Linked DNA regions of Zea mays: all the other regions are linked to region 2. Evidence: chromatin contacts called from public Hi-C data. All regions are on one chromosome and are shown on one strand. Each heading gives the region's core, a stretch centred on a gene start, on an enhancer-like site or on the middle of the called end of the contact. The rest is flanking DNA. Distances are from core to core; before and after follow the strand shown.

Evidence for each region. Hi-C and Micro-C count contacts between places; a contact is called where the count stands out from the background.
Region 1: a contact with region 2 is called in a Hi-C map of ear, with 2.9 times the contacts expected there. The contact joins the enhancer-like site here to the promoter of LOC100280343 in region 2. A contact is called at or near these places in 4 of 25 Hi-C or Micro-C datasets (ear, endosperm, leaf and 1 more).
Region 3: a contact with region 2 is called in a Hi-C map of leaf mesophyll, with 4 times the contacts expected there. The contact joins the promoter of LOC103650031 here to the promoter of LOC100280343 in region 2. A contact is called at or near these places in 9 of 25 Hi-C or Micro-C datasets (ear, endosperm, leaf and 3 more) and 1 of 3 datasets of contacts at active chromatin or transcription factors (leaf).

The regions. Positions count from the first base shown.
Region 1 is chr3:45,973,653-45,977,031 of Zm-B73-REFERENCE-NAM-5.0, reverse strand. No RefSeq gene overlaps it. Among protein-coding and RNA genes, the nearest start is that of LOC103650031, 150 kb to the left of the region's middle. Within about 2 kb of position 1,446, at least 15 of the 20 cell types and tissues checked have an H3K27ac peak or open chromatin away from gene starts, as enhancers often do. A contact at or near this core is called in ear, leaf and tassel, where this site is marked.
Region 2 is chr3:45,695,875-45,698,979 of Zm-B73-REFERENCE-NAM-5.0, reverse strand. LOC100280343 reads left to right here and starts at 1,565. Exons shown (of 5, transcript NM_001153269.2): 1 at 1,565-1,761; 2 at 1,903-1,985. The coding sequence starts at 1,964.
Region 3 is chr3:46,121,812-46,125,028 of Zm-B73-REFERENCE-NAM-5.0, reverse strand. It overlaps LOC103650031 (pentatricopeptide repeat-containing protein At1g80270, mitochondrial), which reads right to left and starts at 1,899. Exons shown (of 3, transcript XM_008675701.4): 1 at 1,666-1,899; 2 at 443-998. The coding sequence starts at 1,700.

The sequences.
Region 1 (3,379 bases), core at 197-2,696, 280 kb before region 2:
AAAACTCAAGTAAGAAATAATAGAACGACATATATTTTGTTTGTTTGAGCATATTATTCTTTCACGAGTTATCAATGGAGCCGTATTTGCCTAAATGAATAAAAGGACTAAAATATATAGGTATATAACTCTACGTTGTATGTTGAGATTCTCTTTGATTGTGCATTCTAATTAAACTTGGAATTCAAACTTTATTAGAATTCGATTTGAAATTCGAAGTTTGAAAATAAAAGAAAAGAGCTAAACCCCCGCCTGGGCTGGCTTCTCCACTGCTTGGCCCAGACGCGTGTGCACACAGCTTGCCTACCCATAAGCACTTGGGTGCCAACGGCTGGGCTAAATTACTCTCCCGCATGGCCCACGTGACATAAACCCAACCGCATAGCCACACTAGTTTTGCCTCAATTATTTATTCATCTTGCCGCAACATAAGTCATCCTGACATAAGCAATGATGTCATCTAGCTAGCTCTCCCACGTATCGCTGGTATGGATCCGACTAGCATTTGTGCACTCAGCCGTGTCGCTGCAAAACGGGCCCCCTGGCCAGTGCCTCAGTGAACCTATTCGTGCCTGGTTTCGTTGATAGGTGGAGTCGCATATACAGGCTCTTTGTTTCCAGTTCGTTGAAGATCCCAGCAATCTTTGGAGTCGTTGCAACTACCCGCCGAGATATCTGCTGCTCGATTACTCTGGCTATTCCGTGTGCTCGCCACCCAAGCCCCTCCCCGTCAAGCTCCGGCAGGATCATCTTCTCCTGTATACAACAGCGGTGCGAATCACACGGCCGCCGAGACCAATAGGACGGAGCTCACGCCGGGATTTCCGGGGAAAGGTCGCGCGCGTAATCCGCTGCTCTTGGCTCGCCTGGGACGTTGCTAGCTGTGCCCGCCGCCTGAAAATTCGTCGGGCGGAAACAGAAATCCGCCGAACTCTGCGCGCGGCAAGATCCGATCCCGTCCGTGTTTCTCATACGCGCGGACTCGGCTTGTGCCCCTGGCCTCCCTCCTCTATAAATCTCTGGTCGCTTGTGACCGTAGTCATACCCAGCTCCTGTGCGTAGGAACACCACCGTCGAAGAGAAGAAGAGAGGAGAAGATTTGGCCGCCGCGGGGTGTTCCTTGTCGGGGACCGAAGTCGCGTCGCCGTAATCCCTGGTAAGTAGGCTGTATTCGAGTGCGTTAGACCCTGAATCGTGTTTTGGCACTCCTCCCAGTGCGTTTTGATCACTTGTGCGGAGAACGAATTTCACCGGCGGCGAAGCTCCACCGCGGGGTTACTCTGGCGCCGTTCCTGTTCGGTGTTGGGGGATGCGGGGTGGAGGACGAGCGCTGCGCCGTCGGATTTTAGTATAACGGCTCGGACATGCCCCTAGGGATACCGCTTCGGTGGGATTGATCACGGTCATCCGATTCTAATCCTGCACGGGTTATGCTTTGGCGCCGTTTTAAAATCATGACCGTCCGATCGGGATCGGACAGTCCGGATTGCGTACCGGTTCGGAATAGGCTAGATCTAATCTCACGCGTTCAGCCTTGATCGCGCGGCCAGCGTTGCCCGTACCTTTTCGGCCTAGGCGTTTTGCATATGAGGCCCTGAAATATTCACAAATCAACCCACAATCCACGACAGTGTATAAGTATTTCGACTAGGGCCCTGTTATTTGCAAATTAAGCCTCGGGCTTCTGGAGAATAGTGTCCCCAGTCCAGCGGTCATGAGGAATTTAGAATTTATTTAGAAAAAGGATTTTTAGCATAAAAATAAACCTAGAATCTTATTTAATTCATATTTAATTCATCTTAGCTCTGAATTAATTTATTGCAGTTGCTATAAATTCATAATAATATTGTTTATCATCTGGTAACCTTATTTTATTATGAAACATGGGTATAATTTATGCACTTAATTTCTTTTGTGTCCAACACTTAAATCTTTATAAAACCATAACTTCTTAACTGTAACTCCGAATTTAGCGATTCTTGTTCCCACGATCTCGTAGCGACGCGTAGATTAATATTATGCAGTTTGTTCTTATGTTTGGTGTGATGTTAATTTTGTCTATACCATGTATGTTTGTATTGCGACGACTAGCGTGAGGTTACGAGTCACCTGAAGAGCAAGTTGGTACCTGGAATCTCAAGTCCCAGGCAAGTTGTGCCCTTGATCACTTCTTTTTACCCAGTCATGTTCTAATTAATCATAATGATCTGCATAGGTTAATTTTGATGGGACCCAATAGGTTACCCTAGTTTGACTATCTTTATACCTTGTTCACTGGATTTTTGGGTAGTACCTGCTATTGCTTTATGTGGTTTTGGGTATAGAGATACATTTTATTCACGATTATCTTTTATTATCAGTTATTATTTACTGTTCATGATAAGATCATTATGTTAATTGGAACATGGAGAACCACCCGGGAAAACAGTGCTACCACAAGGGTTTATGGACGCCCTTGGCTAACTAATTAGGAAAGCTAGCGGAAGACTACCTTACCCGAAAGGGGCAAGGGCAGTAGGGGAGTGGTCAATGTAGGGAGGTCCTTGGTTGATTTTGCTGCGATGGCGGTCAGGCAAGAACCCTGCATTGGAGCTTCCTATAAACTGTAGCGGGTTTTCTGAAGCTAGTGGAACTTTGTAAAGGCCTCGTAGTGTTACCCTACCTCGCCTCCTCGGTAGAGGTGTATGGGAAGTCGCGATCCCTTGGCAGATGGGTAACATGACTTGTGGGTAAAGATGCGCAACCTCTGCAGAGTGTAAAACTGGTATACTAGCCGTGCTCACGGTCATGAGCAGCTCGGACACTCACATGATTAATTTATGGAACTAAATTCAATTTGTCATATGCATTGCATCGCAGGTGATGTTGTTACTTTTGTTCTACTATTTAATTGGGTTGGTATTTACTTATACTTAGTAACTGCTAATAAAATTTTGACCAACTTTAAAAGCAATGCTCAGCTCTAACCATCCTCTTTGGTAAGCCTTACACTTCACATGAACTCCCACCTTTGGCGAGTTCATTCACATTATTCCCCACAACTTGTTGAGCGATGAACGTATGTGAGCTCACTCTTGCTGTCTCACACCCCCCACAGGTCAAGAACAGGTACCGCAGGATGAGGCGCTTGGAGGATGCTGTGACGAGTTCGTGAGAGGTCTAGGCCGTCGTCTCCCAGTCAACTTTGGGTTGCTGGACCGTTGTCTCCTTATAATGTAATTATTTATTTATTTTTGTATAGAACTTCTGTTATGTAGTAAAGATGTGACATTCGATCATGTGCCATGATTCATCATATGTGTGAGACTTGGTCCCAGCACACCTGGTGATTATGTTCGCGCCCGGGTCTTGGTGCCCCTAAAACCCGGGTGTGACAGAA
Region 2 (3,105 bases), core at 316-2,815:
GGCATGTACGTAATTTTGTATGGGTTGTACCCCGTGCCTATAAATAGGTGAACAGTACCCCCGTACTGTTCACGCTGATTTGGTGTTCACTTTTGCGTCACGCTTGTACTTTCATTTCCTTCAAATTGGAGGTACATCTGTAACTCAATGTTATTTTTATTTATATATAATAATGATATATGATGATCTACGTAATTCTTTATGTTTCTTGTAATTCATTCTTCGTCAATATGTAATGCATTTATAAAGGTTCGCCCTTTGTGACCTTCGTCCGAAAATCATTATATCCCAAGGGAAATAATGCTTCGTAGGACGAAGGACTTAACCGATTAACATTTTCTATGTTGCCTTGTTCTTGAAGCATTTGAGAACAAGTCCCCAACACCTGTGGTCCAAACCGCCACGTCACCCCCCATCGTCGGCAGCACCAGAGTAGAGGTAGCAGCATCAACGCCCATTGTGGCTGACACACTCCGCCTGGTGCCTGCATCCTCACCTCTTAGCGAGGCTGTTGGAGACATCAAGGCCGCCACCATGGCACATGTAGAAGGAGACCGGACGAGGTGCCCGTCAATGGACCCCTCAACGCCGTCGGGGCTATGATGTGAGTATGCGACCCGAGTCGCAGCGGGTCGTCCTTGCACGATAAGGGCCACCGCTTCTTGTCCGAGAAGAACTACGGTGGGGAAGACCACAGGGAGGAGTAGGGCTCGGATGTAGGGAGGGGAATGCAGCCTGGTGCTAGGGTTAGGGCTTACCTGGTCGATTTTGGAGCGAGAGGAGCCCAACGCCATTACGGAAATGCAACCAAGATGGGGACGGGGGTGGGGGCAGACGAGACCGGATCCACCTTCGCTTCCTACAACAGCAATGGTGGTGAGGTGGTGGCCATCGCTGAAGAGGAGTATGAGGAGGAAGGCGAGCGGGAGCGTGAAGACGATGTTGGTCCCCGCCCCGCCGTCGTGGCCGTCGATCTCTCACCCTGCCATCGCTCCCTGCTCCCTGATGCCTCCCTCACTCTCCTCATGGCTACGTAGCAGGCGTGTGCGATGGGTGGGCGCCGGGGGTGGGGATTGCATCGCGGGGCAGGTGCAGGGCGGCATTCGAGGGGACGGGCGTGTGGGCATGGCGCGGGGCAGGCGGGGGGCACGGATGTGGTCTACGTTATTGGCTTAATAGATAATAGAGATTTAGCGAGTATTTTAGGGAATTACTGGAGTTGCTCTAATCTATCTAGATTATATAATCTAACTTATTTTAAACTATATGTTAGTTCAAAATAAGTTAGATTATTATAATCCCAAAGAAACGTTTCCTTAGTGGAGAGAGAAATAGTGAGGGACATATTTGTCTTTGGATGTCTAGAAGTTGAAAAAAGTTTAATTGGGTCAGTTTCGTAGATTATAGAATTTAGGGTGGTCTAGATTGTAAAAGCTGGACAAAGTCTATGGTTGTTTGGGAAACCTCAAATAAAAAAGATAACGCAGAGGCCCGTTGGTCGCCGTCTCTATTAAACACCGGTTCCTCTCTCCGCGCCACCGCCGGTAACCGCCACCAGAAGTAAGAGAAACCACGCGTGTCAGCCAGCCATTGGATCACCACCATTCGCGCTGTTCGGCGTGCGCACCCGATCCCGTCTCCGTGCGGCTTTGTGAGTAGAGAAGGGAAGGGGAAGCAGGAGCAGGAGGGGTTCGTCATCGCGTGGTGGCCGCGCCGCTCTGTTCCTCCGTCCCCTCCTCCTTCCGGCTCTCGCTGTCACATGTACGTCCGCCGACCGCCCGGCCCTATCTCACGCTCGATCTCCTGCCGCCGAACCCCTCTACTGCTCGATCTGTGCTGATCTGTTGCTTTTGTCATGCTCCCTTTTGTTGGGTTTTTCTTTTTTCTTCCCCCGGAGATCAGGTCGTGTGGTGTGGGGGCGCTCTGATCCGGATGGTGCAGCGCCGCGGGATCGCCCACGGCCATGATTGATCGCGAACGAGCAGGTCAGACATCTCCTAGATCTTGCTCTATAACGCCATTTTCAGTGTCGAAGGTCGCGTCTTGCGAGTGCTAGTGGCGAAAGGATGCGATTTTTCGTGGGTTTTCAGCGGAATTCTCTATTTCTCTGTGTGGAACTCCGGTTTTTGCAGTCTCACTGAGTGTCTCGATATCTTAGTTGCAGTAACTGCGTGAAATGCTATACCGGAGATGCCATTGTGCACGGAGGTGGTTTATTTTGAGGAAGAGTTGGGACACAGTTTGGTGAATTTTGTTGTGTGCTGGTCTGAGAGCTAGTGCTGCTGGGATTGGTAATGGTAACTGATGGTAGTATAATATGTGATGGAATTCACTGAATGTAGTGCTTGTATTTTTAGTGCAAGTTTATTAGGGATAATTTTACGTTGCTTCTCACTGCGGGTTGGGATATGTTGTGCCAGGAAAAGATGTCCCTCATTTGGTTTATTCTAGTATGTTTTTGTTGTTTGTCTAGAAGCAAATTTGTTCATATACTATGCTTAATTATAGATTTCAAGCAACAACAGTCATTTGATTTGATGTCAACATTGAAGTTTTTTGCAATTCCAGCAGATTACCCTGGTCCATCAGCATTTCATTCAGGACCATAGTGATGGTTCAGGTTTGTTACATACCAGAGATCAACGGCCACATCTGACACCCCTACCATAAACACCCATCGGAGTTTCAAAGTTTGGAAACAAAAGGAACATAACACATGTCACACAGGACACCACGTCCAAGGCTATGCAAAGTAAATCATGGTAGGAAAATCAAATATCATCCATGCTCAGATTGGTTCCTCATAATTGATCATGCACCATCCACAGCTTTGAACTGCTGTAGGTGGCGAGTGGAGCACAGTTACTCCTAAGACTTGAGCAAAGAGAAGATGAATCACTACAACTTCTGCATACCACACCATCTGCCATCCTGAAAACACAGAATCTCTGAGCTTCCAAAGGCCCCACATCGCTGCGGAGATAAACGCTAACACACCCATGCCTCTTCTCACAGATCCAACATTTTGCATCTGATTTAAAGTCACATACCTTGTGTTTAAACACTTCAGCTAGCTCCATCCACATTTTAGAGGCTACTAAGGAC
Region 3 (3,217 bases), core at 650-3,149, 430 kb before region 2:
TTAAAAATAAGTACAAGGCAAAAATTTACATGTTAAGTACTTATTTTCACCTTGAAAAAAACCCCTACATTTCAGCATTAGGAGCCTGCTTGGATGCTGCCTGCCACTGCCAGGCAGCTGAGCAGCAAGCTAGTAATCCAGACCCCAGGCTCAGCAAATTATGCGCCTGGGAGCACCGGCCCGTACCTGGCAGGTTTTCCAACATGAAAACACGCTTCTATGCTGCTGGCTAAATATAGTTTAACCTTGAACAGGCCATTGCAGCTTTGCAAGTTAAGGTGTAAAGCATACCATTCATTTCAGATACTATCCACTGTACTGTGTTCTTAAAAGATTTAAATATTGAGCCACCTCCTGGTTAAGTACATCCAATCCAGCATACTAAATGTTTGCACCCAATTTAAATATAAAACCACCTCTCAGTAAGTTAAATGTTAGATACCTCCAAGGCTTTGTGGTACCACTTCCGCTTTCGAAGATTAAGGAGCACATAATAGAGTTCGCCCCTATCAAGTGCATTGCCATCCTTTGCCCATTTCTCAAGCGCTGAAGTGACTTGATGCCTTGGAGCTTCCAACACAGTCTTGAGAAGGGTGGAACCAAAAGTCCTTTTAATGTGCTCCGTCTCAGGTTTTGCATCAGCATCCATACTAGGCAAGCCAATTTCATCAGTGGCATCCTCATCAGAAGTATCTTCAGATGTCAACCCAGCATCCTTTTTACCAGCTTCTGGTGGAACATTGAGATCAGAAAATACATCCTCTAACTCATCATCCTTGTCACTAGAATTTGCACCTGGCTGAGAGGAGAAACCCCTACTCCAAGCAAATTGGCCAGATGAAAATGACAATAAGAAGGATGGTGGCTTTGGCTTATGACAGTAGCACACTTTCTGACAGTCTGCCTCATGGTGTTCTTCAACATTTTTTGCATCAGCAGTTAGCAGCACCTCAAGGCTCGCACAACCACGGGGACTCACAACTTTTTGGGCATGGAACCTGAATCAGAATCAAGTAGTTAGTCAAAGATGCAAACAATTATTATAATATATTGCATGCACAACATGGCATAGGAGGGCCATCCTGAGCATGCATTCACATGTGTGCTAATGAAAAACATGAAAGCCGAACATGCAATTGAATGTGAAATTGAGCAAACAAGTATGTGAAAGTGCTCTATATTAAAAAAAACATCTGGCGATCTTGTAATAGCTAATCTCGAGATATATATAGACAAAAAAAAGAGAAGAGACCGTATCAGATGCTGATGATTTACTCTTTACCTTGGCAAATACTACCTCTCTGTTCACGAATATTTGTCGGCCGGTAGTTCATTTTTGAACTAAAATGCCACAAATAAAAAAGAATGGAGGGGGTACATAGATACAGTTATCCTGAAATCGGCACACATTTAAACTTTATCCGCTCATAATGTTGTACCCATGTGTTTCCAAGCAATCGCGACCTACTAACAGGGGATCACACATTTCGGGGAGCAAAAGATAATAAAAAAGGAACGGACCTACTTGGCGCTGTGACGCAATAAGCATAGATAATAAGCAGGCCTACGCGGATCAAATAGACTGCTAACACGACGGATGCAGGAGGGAGTGAAGGTGACAACAGGATATCTAATCGGACAACCAGCGTTCGGGAGGATCACTACCTGAGGGGGTTACCAGCTCGGCGGAGAGCCCACATAGCGTCGCTGCGAGAAGGTTCCGGGTGGCAGCGGCTGTCGAGAAGAGGTGGAGGAGAGAAGCGTTGAGGGAACAGGGGAGGGACGCAGGAGGCTAAAACACTAAAACCCTAGCGGGCGGCTGAGAATGGGGAGGACCGGAAATATTTCTGCGGTTGTGCCGGACTGCCGGAGGGTGCTTTGGGCGCTAATGTGGCGGCTGGAAGGCTCGCGAGCCTCGAACGAGCCAAGCCGAGTCCTTTCTTCGAGCTCGTTTTTGCAGCGAGCCGAGCCGAGCCGACTCGCGAGCTTTACAAAAATAGTCAATTTATGGAATAATAATAAATATTAGATAATTTTATGGATAATTGCACATTTTTTAGTCTTTGATGATGAATATATTACAAGTTATAATTTAATTTACTCATAATGTAGAATAATGATTCTATATTTCAAATTTATATAATGTTAATTCACCAAATAATGCAACGAAAAGTATCAAAATATGGCTCGCGAGCCGGCTCGCGAGCCAAGGTCGAGCCGAGCCGAGCCGAGTCTCTTTCGCCAGCTCGTGGAATAGACGAGCCGAACTCGTTCAGGCACCGAGCCGAGGCTCGTTTCCAGCCCTACTACTGCCCGTCTACCACACCGCGAAGTGTATTGGAGGCATGATTATTGGCTTTAAACCCCATATTTCTTCTCCTTTTCTAATTTAAAATTTTCATTCATAGCTTCAAGCTTTCCCTTCGGCATAGCCATTTCGGCTTTATGCGCAGACTTCTTTTTTATTTGAGCCTTAAGCTCCTTAATACGCCTTACGCTTTAAAGGTTTTTTTTGACTCTAGCCTTCAAATTTTACTACCATTTTCCTCAACTTTCAATAAGACCCTTAGTTAAATTATTTAACATTGTTTCTTTTTCTTCAACATTATGCCGAAGATCGATAACTTCAGATCGCAAATTGTTTATTACCATTTGGGCACTTGCTTCTTCGACATCCTTCTGCGCTTTCAAGGCCTTGCTTAAAATAAGTCCATGTACAACACAATGAAAATCAAATAAAAATTACACCATAAAATGTGCTGGCTCAAAGTATTAGGCTATTGTAGGCCAAGCAATCTGCAAGGTTTTCTTTCGTCATTACAGATAGCCCACATTTAAGCTTCGGATATCCGTTATTATCCATCATGATGCAACATACATCAATTTCTCTACTATCTGGAAGACAATAGGGGTAGTCGTCTTCATCGTTTCCGCCATAAACAAGTGAACCCAATGGATATCTAAGCGTTTCGGCATAGTTTTATGCTTCGGCAATCTATTCAGCCGATAGTTCTTTTCCTGGGGCATGTCGAATAATATATCCAGGTGGCCCAATGGATAGCTCTTTGGCTGGTGCAGTCATCTCCTCTTCGAAGTTTTTAGCTCGTTCCTCTTCTTTACCCTTGGATTTCTCAGGGGTAATTTTAGCTTTCGAAGTATCAACTTTCTCTGGAGTGGTGCCGCTCTTTGAAGTATCATCTACTCTCGGCTTTGCCTC